Linked DNA regions of Anser cygnoides: region 1 is linked to region 2. Evidence: chromatin contacts called from public Hi-C data. All regions are on one chromosome and are shown on one strand. Each heading gives the region's core, a stretch centred on a gene start, on an enhancer-like site or on the middle of the called end of the contact. The rest is flanking DNA. Distances are from core to core; before and after follow the strand shown.

The links. Hi-C and Micro-C count contacts between places; a contact is called where the count stands out from the background.
Region 1: a Hi-C map of liver shows a contact between it and region 2, with 3 times the contacts expected there. The contact joins the enhancer-like site here to the promoter of DHRS3 in region 2. A contact is called at or near these places in 5 of 7 Hi-C or Micro-C datasets (fetal liver, granulosa cells and liver).

Annotation. Positions count from the first base shown.
Region 1 is chr23:2,870,252-2,877,724 of Taihu_goose_T2T_genome, reverse strand. All of the region lies in intron 64 of VPS13D (vacuolar protein sorting 13 homolog D), which reads left to right. Among named protein-coding and RNA genes, the nearest start is that of VPS13D, 70 kb to the left of the region's middle. Within about 2 kb of position 4,859, at least 1 of the 3 cell types and tissues checked has open chromatin away from gene starts, as enhancers often do. A contact at or near this core is called in liver, where this site is marked.
Region 2 is chr23:2,787,232-2,794,720 of Taihu_goose_T2T_genome, reverse strand. It overlaps DHRS3 (dehydrogenase/reductase 3), which reads right to left and starts at 2,942. Exons shown (of 11, transcript XR_010826411.1): 1 at 2,718-2,942.

The sequences.
Region 1 (7,473 bases), core at 3,610-6,109, 81 kb before region 2:
AAATGTGTAGCTAAGAGGTCTTAAAGCATTATGCTGTTTTCTTAGTATCAGCACTGCAAATACAGGTTCATCCAAGCAATCGGGTAGAATACTTACTGAGCTTCTGGAATGCAGTATCCATCTGCACAAATGAGTGCTTTTGTCCATACTTCCTACTTGTAGTTCTAGTCTCTTGTGGCCCATCCACTCCACCCAATAGAGTATGTTTCTTTAGAGTTTCCTTTCTATAAAGTGTTGTTTCCTCATTGCAATCACATCTGTAGCAACAGACTCATAAATCTTTCTTTAAAAGGCACGAGCCTTCCTACATTTCCCACAAGGGCAAGGTCATTCTTTGAACTTTGGAGTCATTTGTAACCAAGGGTTTTGTGAAGGAAGACTTTCAAAGGCAGAAGGGCAGTTGGATGCTGAACTCCTCTCAAAATTCAACAGGAGCTGACTGTCTGCTTCCCGTTTATACCTTTGAAAATCACCCCATGGACTATTTATCTGTCTTCCCAGGTATTATTTTTTCTCCTTGATATATCCAAAATGTCTGAGGTGCAAGTCTCACACAGTTGCCTTTTAAAAATCTTTTTGTATCAATTATATATCTGTCCTCTCAGAACAAGTGAATTCTATCCCTTAGGCAGGCTTAACAGCACATTATGGGAGCTCATGGGTTACTCTTCCAAATATTCTGCTACACGGAAGATAATCATAAAGAAGTCTCAAATAATAAGGATTAATTGGTTTGTATGTTTTACACTGCACTTAGTTTTCTAGCAGATTTAGATGCCTAAACCAGGAGTCTTCATATGATACGAAGCTGACATTTCAGGTACAACTTGTGACATGCTATGTCCATGGTATGTTGTAGAACTTGACTTTCTGCTCTACCACATATATGCCTTATGCTTGTTAAGTTTTGGTAAAGAACAAAATGGGGGAGAGGGGTGTATAATTCCAGTTACTCAAGAAAAACGTAACTGAAAAAACAGATCATTTTCATCTTGCTCCCTTGTTGCTTTCTGTAGGGAAAGCACTATTAAGTATCCTTGAGGTCCTTGTCTATTGCACCTTATTCTGCAGAGCTGGTAACTGAAGTAGTCAAAACTAGATAAGCCTCTGTTCTGCGTATAAATTGATGGCTGGAAAAAAAATCATTTTTGGTTGTTTTGTGTGCCTGACTTTAAAGTGTCTTAAACAAAAGTCTACACAAGAGTTTAAGATGAGTTAGATTTAAGGTGTGAATGGATAGATAGATAAATAAACTTAAAGACTGTAATCATCACGTTAAATCTAACACTGCACAACTGAATTGAAAAGTAAGCTATTTGAGTTGTATCTGGTTTTGTCATTTTATTGCTTTTTTATTTTATAGTTCTGTTGATTATTCCTGTAATGGCTTTTCCATGCATTTCAGAACATGCAGTGGGTAATGCCTTCTTTCAAGTGGATAGCTGCAGCATATTTAGGTTGGCACAAAACCTTAGGTTAAATAAAGTTCACTACGGAGAGTTTTGTAGTTTTTATCCCTTGGAGACTCAAAGTTCTGTATTTTAAAAAGTTCTTTGATCCTAAATATAGACACCTGAGGGAATTTCATTCCCTCTGAATGAAGATTTCTATAGTTGCCATATGCGTAGAAATGTCTTGAATTCTTGGCATTCGCCCTTTATTTCCCCCTTTAGGCATGATAGTTCTAAATCCTAAGTTATTCCTGTTTCAGAGGTGTTTCAATTAGAATTGGATATTGAACACTGAGTTACTGTCTGAAGAAAAATGTTCCATAGCTTATATACTCTGAATGGAAAATTAAGCATGGCTGAACCTATTGCTGGCAAATAGGTGTTGCGCTGACATATGAAAATTCCCGGTTGTAAAAGGTTTGAAAAATAAATCAGCTTCTCAGTACTGTATTTTGGGTCTGATCTGTTTGACCCATATTAGGAATTCTGTTACCTTTTGTGAGTTATGAGCACGTAGTAATGTAGTTGTTACGGCTCTACAGCTAGGCTTGGTTTCTATGTTACAAATATTGGATGGAAATGATCCTCTCCCCCCAGAAAAGAACTTATTGACATTTTTTATGCACAGAAAAATAGTGCAGAACTTTCTCAATGTTTCAGTGCTTTTGTTTCGGTCCACCTTGTTCTGGCTTTGCAGTATTCCTGTTCTTCACATTCCAAGTATGTCACTTGAAATAAGCTTTCTGTCGGTTTTGAACAGACAGGAGCTAGTTTATATGTCCCTTTCCTTGAATTAAAGGAGAGATTGCAGTCTGGTTGCCAGGGATTGGAAGGTTCTAGGCTTTATGTTCACCCAACCAAAAAGGGCAATCAAAACCAAACGTTGCCTTGCTTGTAGGTAAGATAGTGACAGAATTTTATTTCTCAAGAAATACAGAAATTTCTCAAGGTTTTTTTATTCCTAGAAGTGATTTATACGGTTCAGGTTAAAAGTAGTTTTACCTGTGTTTTCTGACTGCCTCCCTGTCTGTCTTTGCTGTCTTTTTTGTTATGATTTGTTTTTGATTAAGATTTTTCTCCTCATACCTTCCCCAGTTTTGCCTAGGGGCTAGTTTCAGCTTGTTCAGGTGGTGCATCCAGGTGGCACTGCAGATCATCTTCAGTTTAGTTTGCATTTCATTCTAAGACTAGCAGCACATGTGCAAGATCAAGTGCTGAGCAGTGAAAATCAGTACGAAAACGTGAAGATTATGAGAACCCGCGATGGAAAGTAATTGAAATTTCCAGGTAGAAATTTTCAGTGCTGGGGGGAACACAATAGATGAGGCAATTTTACCTGTTGCTAACCATTTTAAAAGGTGGTAAGATTTATGGCCAATTAATGACAATCAAAAGCCATGGGAAGTGTCACCTCTTACGTGCAAAGCACCTGGTATTGTGAATCTGTATCTTTGAAAGAGATTTTTGGGATAAGAAGTGAAAGATTAAGGATCACGTCTGGGACCTTTGAAGGATTATATTGTTGTTCCTGTCTTTCATTCATACCATGGGATAAAATGTGTGTTGCTAACATCCTGATCATAAGGTCCCTTCAGAGTTTGGGTTAAATTCAGTATTTATTTTACAAAGCTTCTTACACAAAGTGTTTGTGAACCTGCTTTGACTACAGTGTATCTTTGTGTGGAGAAAGGGCATTGGTAAAATCAAACAGAAAGTATGTATGCTGTGGGAATAAACATTTTGATCTGGACTTGATGTCCTAAATGTGCCCATTCAGAATCCAACTGACACAGTGGCGGAGGCTTTGAATTAGCCTTTCCAAGAGAAATTCCTCAGTAGACAACGAGGATCCTGACAAGTGCAAGCAATGAGATGTTTGGCTTTATGCAGAAATCTACAAGTGACCATCTCGACAATTTATTAAAACTTGAAGCTTTCTTTTTACACCTGTCTAGAGCTTTACTTTGAAGGATGTTACCAGCTGATTTTCTTGCAAAATAAAATACAGTATTCTTGTTTTGCTGACTCACTGGGAAATGAGGTGAACAAAGGAGAATTTGAGATGTAGTATGCAGAGTGCTGCTAAAAGCACAAACTATAAAATTAGAAATGAACAGTTATCATTAACGATAAAATGAAATTTGGTCTTCACCTACAGTTTTTAAATGGTTAGTATGTCATGAAAACAATCACGTATATCCCATGTATCACAATTAGAAACTGAAAGAGAAAAAATGGGGTGTGGGTTTGAAATTCATCGCTCCAGCCTTGACACAAGACTAAGTACACCACCCTACTGTATATTTTAAGAGGGAGCACATATAAAGTTGTGTATAATATGTTAAACAGTACAAATTTAAACTTGAAATTCCTTAGATTTGTATCGCCGACGAGGGAAGACAATATTTTTACATCCAGAGGAGGTGGCCAAGGTTATCTTCTGGAGCTGTAACAATAGATAAGACGATTGCCATCAGTTTTACAGATCTGAGTGAGTCATCCTTCAAGCAATTGTAAGCTATCTGCACTGCACAAACGATGGCAGGCCAAAAGAGGCTTGCAGGAGGTTTCCTCCAAAAATCTAATGGAACACAGAAAGCCGCTGAGGTTTTATAATAGAAGCTTCTTGTGCATCCCAAGTGCGGTCATAGGTGACAGCGCAGAAAATGGGACTGGCAAGTCCGGTGTATTGCTGGAAGGAAGCACGCTGCAATGTAAGCACTGGAAATAACAAAGTTGTTGTATGCAAGTAGCAAGGGCGTTGGTGAGGGTGATGGTTAAAAACAATCTGCCACAGCGCGAATACATTGTTGTTAGGTATTAACTCAAGGAACTGGACTAGATCTCTTCAGGGTTTTTTTGCCGGCTTTCAGTACGTAGAGGTGTGTTTGTTGTGTCTTTTTTTTTGTTTAAGGAGGGGGGTGGAAGAGAGCAAGTAATGCCATTCCCAAAAAATAAACAAACAGGAAGACCTTAAAGCTTTGCAAGAGTTAAAGTGGGGGGGGGGGGGGGGGGGGGGGGGGGGGAATTATCTGTTAAGAGTATTAGTTGTTTAATAAAGCGCAGTTGTCCTCCAGATGAACCCGCCAGTGACTCTGCAATTGGGGTCATTCCAAGTTCATGCTGTGGACTTTTGACTGCCTTCTGTGTATGTGAAAACAGCCGGCAGTTCCTGCAGGGATCACTCATTCAACCCTGTAACACAAAACTATTGCCAACGGGCACCTGCTGGTGCAGCCTCCCAGGAGGTCCCCGAGGGCAGCTACCCGGCTCATCGGGCAGCTGGGGGACAGAGCCAGCGGGGCTCCCCCGGGACACCCGGCTAATCAGGCAGCCGCAGGCAGCGCGTCAGGGGGCTTCCAGATCACCCGGCCAACATGCCGTTGTCAGGATGCATTAGGACGCTCAGTTAACGATGGGATGTGAGCTAATTAAAGCTCCTTTCCTTCGCTTATATGACAGAAATAGGGGTGGAGATCGCTGCACGGGATCTCAAGCAGCATATGCTTGTTCGGTGGGAAAAGCCGTTGCCTCCACTTAGTTGTCAGTAATTTAGAGAGGGTCAAAGTTTATGTATCTCTTAAAATGAGAAGCTGATTATAGCGTTTTGCTGGTTTGGTATTTTCTAAATGAAGGCTGCATCAGTTTTGTTCATAGTTCCATTACACATTTCTCTCTGCGTGATTTGACCTGGTTATAAATGTCTTGGGCTTGGCCTAAACCATCCTCCGCGCTCAGGGTAGCGTTCAACAGTTCACCTGGCGTGGAGTAATGTGCGAAGGAAAGTGTAAAAATCATATAACATATAAATTTGCCTGAAATCCCAAACCTTTCTGACTGAATACCTGGGTAATCATTTTCTTAGGAAACTGACTGAAGCCATGGTAAATATATTTTGTGGAGCAGCTTCAGATAGGAGTTTTAAATCTGAGAAATAAACGCTTGTTATGTTTTCAAATATTCAAAGCATTTTGTTTATTAGTCCCAGAACAATGTACAGCTGACCAAAGAGAGAGGTAAGAGGAGGAAGCTGTGTTGTCTTTCTACCTACTGATGTTTGTAAAATGAAATATGTAGTGTTTGCCTCTTCCACTTCTTAACAATGCACAAGTAAAGAAGCTGCTCTGAAAGTTATTTTCATGGTAAGTCACAGAAACATATTAAGTATTATTATTAATCTTGAGACATCACAGTAAAAGTAAGGGAACTTGGACTGAAGAATTTACTAGACGCCTTTATCTGTTCCATTGTACCTAGTATCTAAGAATACTGCATTTTACACTTTCTAAAGAATAACATCAAGATCTGAGGATGGCTAACTATTCTGAAGCAGGGTTTCTTTACCGTACTAAATCCCAGCAGCATGTACATGTCGGCTTAGCCTGTACCTTGTATACTGAGATTTCTGCCTCCATGCACTGAGAGAAATGCATAGTTTTGAATCATTGTATTTTACTGTCAAGTCAGTGTAAAATCTTTCTACCTCTAAGATACATATAACAGGTTTGAGAGAAGTAGGAGATAAAAATAATTTTGAATGATACTGCTAGAAGGCAAATAACCACAGGGTATTAAACTTAGGTGGGCATTAAATGCTTAGAGGTAGTCCGTTGTATTTAATCAATCGGCTGAACAGTACTGCCCAAACTTCTGTTCAGCAGGGAAGATGTGGATGTGTTCTGTTTGTTTGTTTGTTTTTAAACGAAACTCCAAAGCAAGTAGCCTCTACATTCTAATGATATCAATTTCCTTGAGTTTACTATGTAAGTTATAGATATGTTTAATGTAAGATAACTGTTAAACATACATAAAATGTGTTGACGTTTTATTATATTTAAATATTATCTAAAGAAACAAATTATCATTACATGCTAAAAAAACAGCTTATGACTCTTAAAAAAAATAAGTAAAACATTTTGTATTAAGTAAGTTTAACAATACATATTTTGGGGGGTGTTCAGTATTTCCCAGCTAATATTTACTGTATTATTCCTTTCAGTCTGTACTGTGATGCCTCTTGCTTCTGTTGGAAGTACATCAGAAAGCAAATGTCAGGGTAGCAGAGGGGCAGAAAATGCAGTCCCGAAATTAGGGATGTAAGGAAGAATGTATTTAACAGAACTCTTGTTCAGAAATCTGTTTATCGCTGTTCTTTCCCTATCAGGTAATTACTTACGCAGCCTTTGTTTCCTGCAATAGGCAGCTCTTCTCTCTCACACAGACACTTGGGTATATTTAGGGGAGTTACTGCTGAAACTGTGGAATGACTTTTAGTCATCATGACTAGGGATTTTCCTGTTTTGGAAAATGCAGGAGTGTATGTGAGAAATGAAGATGACATAATTCACAGTTTGCGTTAGATTTTCCAACTTTAAATATATTTTAAATACTCTTATCTACTTTGCTAAAGTAACATGCTTACATTGGTGCTTTGGTCTCTGAGAACCAGGTACTGAGATAAAAGCATGAGCATCACCAGTGTGTGGTGTCTGGGGCTAGAGTTGCACAAACTTTTTTAAAGAACTTTTTAAAAAGAAATTCTGCAGAGCGAGGCTGAAAAGTGAGTAAACCCTGTGATTTCTAATTTAAATGCAGTTTATTATGAGGTTTGCACAGAAGTTATAACTGACCTATATTTTATTTAATTTAATCACTTTCTTCCTTAAAATTCCTTGGAATGTTCTACTTTGCTCAGTCAATAATATTTGTAAAAGTACAATTCTCTGATGCTAGAATTACAATGGAATGTTTGGACTAAAGTCATAATTGTGTATTTATCCTTTTAGGATGTCCTTAGAGAACAAGGCAGTGCCAAGAGCTTAAAAAGACTTTAAAAGATTACTTAAAACTGATTTCCATGCTGTGTGCCTCATGCATCTGGCTTAGAGGGAACATGCAGTACAAAGTCTAGAATTAACTCAGTTTTCATTTGCTTTGAATTCTTCTTGTGCCCCGTAAGTCTTATTATTTGGCGTCAGCCTTGGCTCCCAAACACTGTGTATGGTATTATTTATTTATTTGT
Region 2 (7,489 bases), core at 1,693-4,192:
ACATGATCATGCCCAAGAGACTTCTTGTCTGCCAGCTTAAGAATTTTAGTCTCCATGCTCATCCGTCAAGCTGAAGACACTGTATTTCCATTCGCCTAAAGCCTTTCCTGATTTATTTCTTGACATCTTCAGAGCTTTAACTGCAAGATCAAATTTTACACTTAAAAACTTGCAGATGTGACAATTCTTAATCTTCGTGAAATACAACACTTGTCATCTTACGTAAAAACTGCTCAGATACATCTAATTTGTGATTAACAAAACAAGCTTCTGAAAAGAAAGTTAGAGCAAGGTGAAATCCAATCCAGTCTAATTATCAGAGGAAATTTCATATGCTAACAGTCTCAACTAACCCATCTTTCAGAAGATTCTAATCTCAAAAATATGGTTGTATATCGCCGCCTACCTCCAAAACTCCGCCACTATGTCTGTGTGCGCAAGCGCTGTGATAACTTTTTCAAGATATACTGCACACCCACTATTAGAATCTGAATATAAGTTACTGTTTTCATTCACCTGTAGGTAACACTGTGCATGGCCTCAGAATTTTGCGCCTTGGTGGAAGCATTTTTCCAAACATGGAATATTGTGAATATACCACCTGACAATCAGAATCTGTTATAAATTATTAATTATGATCAATAATTCAAGATTTACATGTAATTATAAAAAAGCTAACCGCATACAAAGGCAAGAGAAAAATAGAATAATTAATTCTCAAAAGCCTTACTGAAAGATGACTTGCTAGCCACTTCAAGTCTTTCTCGGTTCTTTTCGATTGTCTAAGGCAAAGCAAAAAATCAAAGAGTAATGCCAAACAGAGGGCTTGCATTCTGCATGGAGACTGCACTAGACACAGAAAGTCAGGGTTGAGCACAGAATGCAGGAAAGCAGTGAAACCTCAGAGCAAAGGGAATTGGAACAACCGCACTGAAGTAAAATTGTCATTAAAGATGCTGAGGAAGAAAAAGATAAGCCTACTTCACCGTTGCTAGAAAGATGTGTCACTTCCAAAGTACCAGAGAGGATCATAACTTGCTGAGTACCACATTTGGCTCACAGGATAGCCATGGTTTGACTGAAAGGAGAATCTAATTCAAGTTCAGTAAGAGCAAAAAGTGAAACACCTTGATGACAGGCATGGAAAAAAACATACGACAAAAAAAACACCAAAGTTGTAAACAGTAACTAGCAACCACACAGCATTTCATAACACCACATGAGACAAGTACAAAGCTTCCCGAGAATTATTCTCTTGTTTATTCTTTCCTTCTAAGATATGTAAGGATTGTAGAGATAAGACATACAAATGAACTACAGTCTGTATCAGTTTACAAATCCTCATCCTCAGCTCCCCAGCTCCTCTTGGCCCATGTCAGTTAGGGCTGACTACCATTGTTCAGCTTGCAGCTGAACTGTAGCTAAGCAGCTCCTGAATTAGCTGGTGAAATGGTGGCACTTTAATACTCAGCTTAGCATAGCAACCAACCGGGCTAAATAAATAAATAATGAAGCACGGTATTCTACCAGATAATGTAAATACACTTTCAGCAAATTGCTGGGGTCCAAAGGTCAGTCAACTTGTTTGTTCTGTCTCCAAGAATTTGTAAATCTCAACATGATGTTTAAACACAAGCATATACAAACATCAAAGTTCAATGCTGACATATTTTACGCCTCAAAGTTGTACACCAGAACAGCTCCATATAGAAACCACATATAGAAAACTTTAGTGCATGTATAAGGAAATGACAAAACCCTATCCTCAACTAAATGCATATTCTTCTTTAAATATTCCCCCATTCTGCATTTTTCTTCTGCTTTATTCTGTATTTGCTTCTATTCATCCTCTCTCACGTGCTGTAGTATTTATGCAGCTGTCTAATTTCACATGATTCCTCCATTCCATTACCCCTAAATGGGGGTAAAGAGGAAACTTGAAAACTCAAATCTTGCCTCAGGGCATTTTTTATTTTATTTTATTTTAATTATTCCCGAATGATTCACGCATAGGGGGACACCTGTAGTTATGAAAGCACAGCATTTCAAGGTGAATGGCAGTTCCTGAGCTAGAGAATGGGCACACCAGCTACACTGACATTTCTAGGCTGCAGCGCAGACAGACCGTTCTCCCAGCCCCTCTCCTTTCCCAAAGGAAACGGGCGAACAAACTCCCAGCTCACGCTCACGCTGTGCTTTTCTTCCTTGCTGGGCCAGCATTCACCTTACCTTTGAACAGCTCGGGGCTGGCAGAAAGCAAAACACAAGGGACTTCAGAAACCACTTTGCACGTGGCAAAGCATTAGGGTGAAGCTGAACTCTCCTCCCCCCGTTCCCCAAAGCGGGCACCCCCCCGGGGCGGGCAGCAGGGCCCTCCCCGTGCCCCCCTCCGGCCGACGCGCCCGGGGGACGGCAGGCTGCAGGGGGGGGTACCCCGCGCGGGGGCCCCCTTCTCACCTTCACGTTTTCTTAGCCGAGGTGCGGCGAGCCAGGATGCAGAGGAGGAGGAGTGGGCAACTTCCGAAACGCGAGGCTCGGCACCGGCTCGGCAGCGCTACACCCAGCGCCCCCCTTCTCCCCTCTCTGTCCGTTTGAACGCGATCCCGGCAGGCCCACCCCGAGGTGGGGGCACGGGCTGCAGCCCCCGGGCCGGAGGCTCCCCAGCAGAGCAGCAGGTGGCCGCTTCCTTCCCCCATCCCCTCCGGGTGGATGCTCACCTTCCTGGCTCCTCGCCTCGCGAACTCCCTGGCCAGGTGGCGGCCGATGCCCCGGCCCCCGCCGGTGATGAGCACGCTCTCCCCGGACAGGTCCCGGAGCTTGGGCGGCAGCACCGCGCACACGGCAGCTTTCACCACCAAATAAACCATCTGCACGGGGAACAGCAGCAAAGCGCCCAGCCATTTCCAAATCATCCTCTTCTTCCAGGCAAGCCAGGAAGGCAAAATTCTCTTCCAACCCTTCACAGAACCAAGTTAAGAGAGAAAGAAAACCACTACCCTTCATGCACCCCCGGATGGGCGACAAGTCTTCAGCCCCCTTCCGAAACGTGGGGGGCAACGGATTCTTGGACTGGAAAAATCCTTCTCTTCCCCTAAAAAATCGGGGTAGGAGCAGAACAGCGCAGAAGACCAAGTCACTCCCCTGCTTCTTGATCGATGTCCTTTGGGATTGTCACATGCAGGTAGAACGGTTTCCTCGCTGTATAACTGGGAGACAGCTTTTTTCTTTTTTTTTTTTAATTAAAGAGAGAGAAAAAAAAAAGTAAAATTAAAAGTAACCATACATCCCTCCGTTTCAAAGACTGTCACAAAAATCCAGTATCCAAGTGGAAGGTTTTATACTTGGAAAAATAAAATAAAGCAGCCTATGTCTCCAAATTTCAGCCTGCAGTGCCTTCCAGGCAGCTCATTTCTATTCTTAGACTCAGGAAATTGCTTAAATAAGACAGAATTGCCAGGACTTTCTTTTTAAGAAAGGGTCTATTCAGGGTAAGGTTGTTGTTTTTGTTTTAATATCTATAAATATCTCCAGACGTCCTGTCCTGAGCCGGCTGCAGAGGGTGAGCTGATAACCGCCTCTCTCTGCCCCCTCTCCCGGGTTTCGCACTCGGAGGCTCCGTGACCACAGAGCAGGAATTATGCCGTGCACTATTTCAGCTCTGGCTCTTACTCATTTCTCCCTATTGCTCTCTCTGCCTATCACAGCCGCCGCGCCGGGGAGGTTTTATACCCCATTAAGCCTGATTGACAGTTAAAGTGTCGGGGAGATTTCACTACTGTTCCTGTGAGTGGCTGGCTTTGCTCTCCCCTCCCCCAGCGCGGTCTCGGAGCCGCCGCACGGCGCCCGCAGCCGGGACGGCCGCGCCGCAGCCGGCGGGCAGGGGCTGGGGCCGGGCCGGCTGCGGGCTGGGGCTGGGGTCGGGGCCGGCTGCCGGTCGGGACGGCTGTGGGTCGGGGTTGGGGTCGGGGTGGCTGCGGGACGGGGCTGGTTGAGGCCGGGGCTGGGGTCGGGGCCGGCCGCGGCCGCAGCGCGCGCCCGCCTCTGACAGGAACCTCCTCTGTTCCTCCCTGACAGGAACGCGGCAGAGGAGGGTGCTGGGGTTTGACGTGAGCCCAGGAGGGGGGGAAAAAAAAAAGTGCCAGGAGCGGTCAGGGTTAAGGCTGAGTTCAAAGGAGCCATCTGTGCCTTGCGAGCTCCGGGAGAGAACTGCTTGCCCAGGTTAAGTTGGTGTTGATGGGAAAAGTTATTGCAGCCCTAGAGTGCTGGGCTCACTCCAGCCTAGGCTGATAATCATCAACATCTATTACCACTGAACCAGCGTGTCTACGGACAGCATGACAACTCATGGATTTTCCAAACTGGAAGATGCTTACGTTGCTGAAAACTGGTGATTGGTACCTTCAGTAGCGGGGCAATGAAAAAAGCAGGCTCCGACCGAAGCAGGGAGACGTGCTTTCTCACATCAAAGGGTGTTTTTCTGCTCTCCTTTTCCAGGACTTTTGTCCAGATATGAGGGCATAATTGCAACACAAGGTCTCCATAGCACTTCGAAACTATGTTGTAACAGGAGAAAGGGCAAAGCGTGTTGCAACCAGGTCCCCCGACTCGTTTGTTTGCACTGTTAGGCATTAGGTAGGTAGGTAAGTTATATATTTAGCTGTCCTGCTTAAACTTTTCTCGGGAGGATCTAAGTGCGCATTTGAACTGAGAGCTGCTCACTCCACAGTTACTGGTTGTGGCAGCAATCAGAAATAGTCTGAAATGTCAAGTTGTCAGGATGTCAGAAGATGCTCAAATATGTCAAACCTCACATTGTTGTCTTCTCAGTCGTGCTAGGAAGAGCTTTGCTTTTATGACTGAATATGTTACTAAGAAGGTGCCCAAATGAATCCAATCCCAAGTTACTTCAGGAGGTCTGAATATATATCCACTATCCTGGGAAGCCATCTAGTGGTAAAAACTAGAATTACTGAAGAATGACAATTGAAAGATTCTCAAACTTTGAATTCATCTGTAATTTGCTAAAGGACCATTGCAACGGAAGTGTGCGAGTCTAAACATCTCTATATAGGCAGCAAAGTTATATTATACGACCAAGAGATGAGAGTTAGGAAGCTAAATCCCTTTGAAAATAAATTCTTTTTCTGCTTCAGAATCAAACATTTTTGAAATGGTCATAGTTCAAAGTGGCCATGTAACAGAGTGTTCAAGGGTTGTTTGGTAACAAAAATAAGAACAACTGAGTTTTTTGTTCTACCTACATTCAAAACTCATCTCATACCTGGTTCTTTTAACACATAATATGAGCAATATCATAATCTCTTGAATTTCAGCTCTGTTGAAACTTCCACATAAGTTTTCAGAAGTGAAAAAAAAAAAAAAGAGAAACTTGCACAGTTCTTACCTTTAAATGCCAGTTTACCTTATATGAAGTAAGCCATAGGACTCTCAGAGCGTCATCATAGTGTCAGGAGAGAGGTTTCTGGAGAGAAGAAATTGAACCATTCTAACTGGAAACTGCAAGTCTGTACAGATTTTCAGGATCAGGTGGTGTTCCCTAACTTAGCTGCATCTGAAATAACCAGAGCTGTGAGAATTTCCATTGCCGCTTGGGCAGCATTTAGCACCTCTGTGTGTTTTTACAGTAATACCTTTAGAAAGGGAGCTGGGGGAGGCACCTGGCATTACAATTTTCCTCTCAGTCCAAAAACTCTGAAGGGGAGAGAGAAATTACACAGAGAGCCTAGTGTCTGGTTTAAACAGGAATGACTCAGTGTCTGGACTGGTAACAAATATAACAACTTTCTGGGATGGAAATAAGAAGCAGCCTTAAAAATGAAGGGATATGAAGTTTGAGAAAGTAAGTTGGATTTTTTGATTCCTGAGACCATTAACTTTATTTTTTCTGCATAAATCTCTACAAATACATTTAAAATAGAAAAGTCAGCAATATTATACCATAGGACTATGTTCAGATTAAACAACAAAGTTAATTATTCATTTCAAACATTTGCAGGTTCTTTGATGCCAATGGGACTAGTCATGTGAATATTTATTTCTTGTATCTGTTTCCTGCTTGAATAATATTCTAAAATGTATCAGAGGTGTTACTATTATTATTATTATTTTCATTCATTGGGATTATTTTCATTCATTAGGATTTTTTTCATTCATTAGGATTTTGGTTTATTGAGTGATGTGAAAAGTTGCTCCAACATTTGGAGTTGGAATAAAAAGACAAATCTACATATTTAACGTGAAGTATTTTTCCAACCTGACCTTCAAATTTCAGTGAACATATGAACTATTTTACTGGTTTACTACTTTACCTTAGATTTACCTTGACCAGAAGTTTCTACATTACACAAGTGCACAAGAGCAAGAAAGAAAAGCAGACTTATAGTAAAACTGAAGTTACTGCATCTTGCCTGTAATTTATATGGTGAAAAATATATGCAAGTCATTTTAAAATTCACTTAACTGAAAAATCAGAAAGCTTGAAATTGTACATGTGCTGAGAACAGCTGAGGTTTGTCCACTTCAACTGCAGTTCCATTCTGAAATGTGGCAAAAGATTAGTATTCTGGGATTTCACCTGATTGTTGTACAGTAACCATTACACTCCTGTTTGGCAAGAGATCTTTTTTCCAAACTGTCACCTTTACAAATCTAACATATGTTTTTGTTCAAAAAGTTCATCTTTGTTGGTGAAACCTTACAAACTATACCTTCAGTTAGGTTTGATTATTCAAATTGCTTTCAGTAAATGTCTACAGGTGCAAACAGACACTTGGTACGTACCTTTGTTGATGGAAATGAAGATCTGTCACATTGCAGCAGTGGTTCCTAATTGTAATTTTAAAGTCATCCCAAAATGAATTCCTTCCATGTTCTTACTCAGAAGTCCTTAACCAGTGTGCTGGAGCATTCAATAAGCAGGCCTGTTAACTTCGTAAAATTGCATCAGTTAGTGCTATCACTTAGATGCAGAATAAAATTTCCATTTTGGATAGCTGCACAGTACCTGAACTATTTGCTCCCTGTATATTTACCCACAATATATATAAATTACAACATATATAAATTACAACAATTCTCCCCCCTCCTCTTCAGTTAAGCTATTCCCATGCCATTTTAATCTATGTTTAACTCCAGTTTGCAACAAGAGCGAGAAGTCAGTCATGTAACACCTCACAGTGGTAACTCATTCAGTTTTGACTTCTGCTCGTCTGTGTAAATTTCTGGGTTTGTACTTCTTAAGAGAAGTGTTAAAGTGTTAGGCTTTAATACACGTTTACTAATCTATTGTGAATAAATCTAGATCATACCTGAATGACTAATTTTTAGGACCAAAGCTCAAAATACGCATTTATGTTTTCTGAGTATTTAACCACAATAGTGCCTAACTGCAATAGCACCAGTGTATATTTACTAACACTCTCAGTGAGTCATAGAAGCATACTTTTTCTCACTTGCCCAGTTGTGAAGG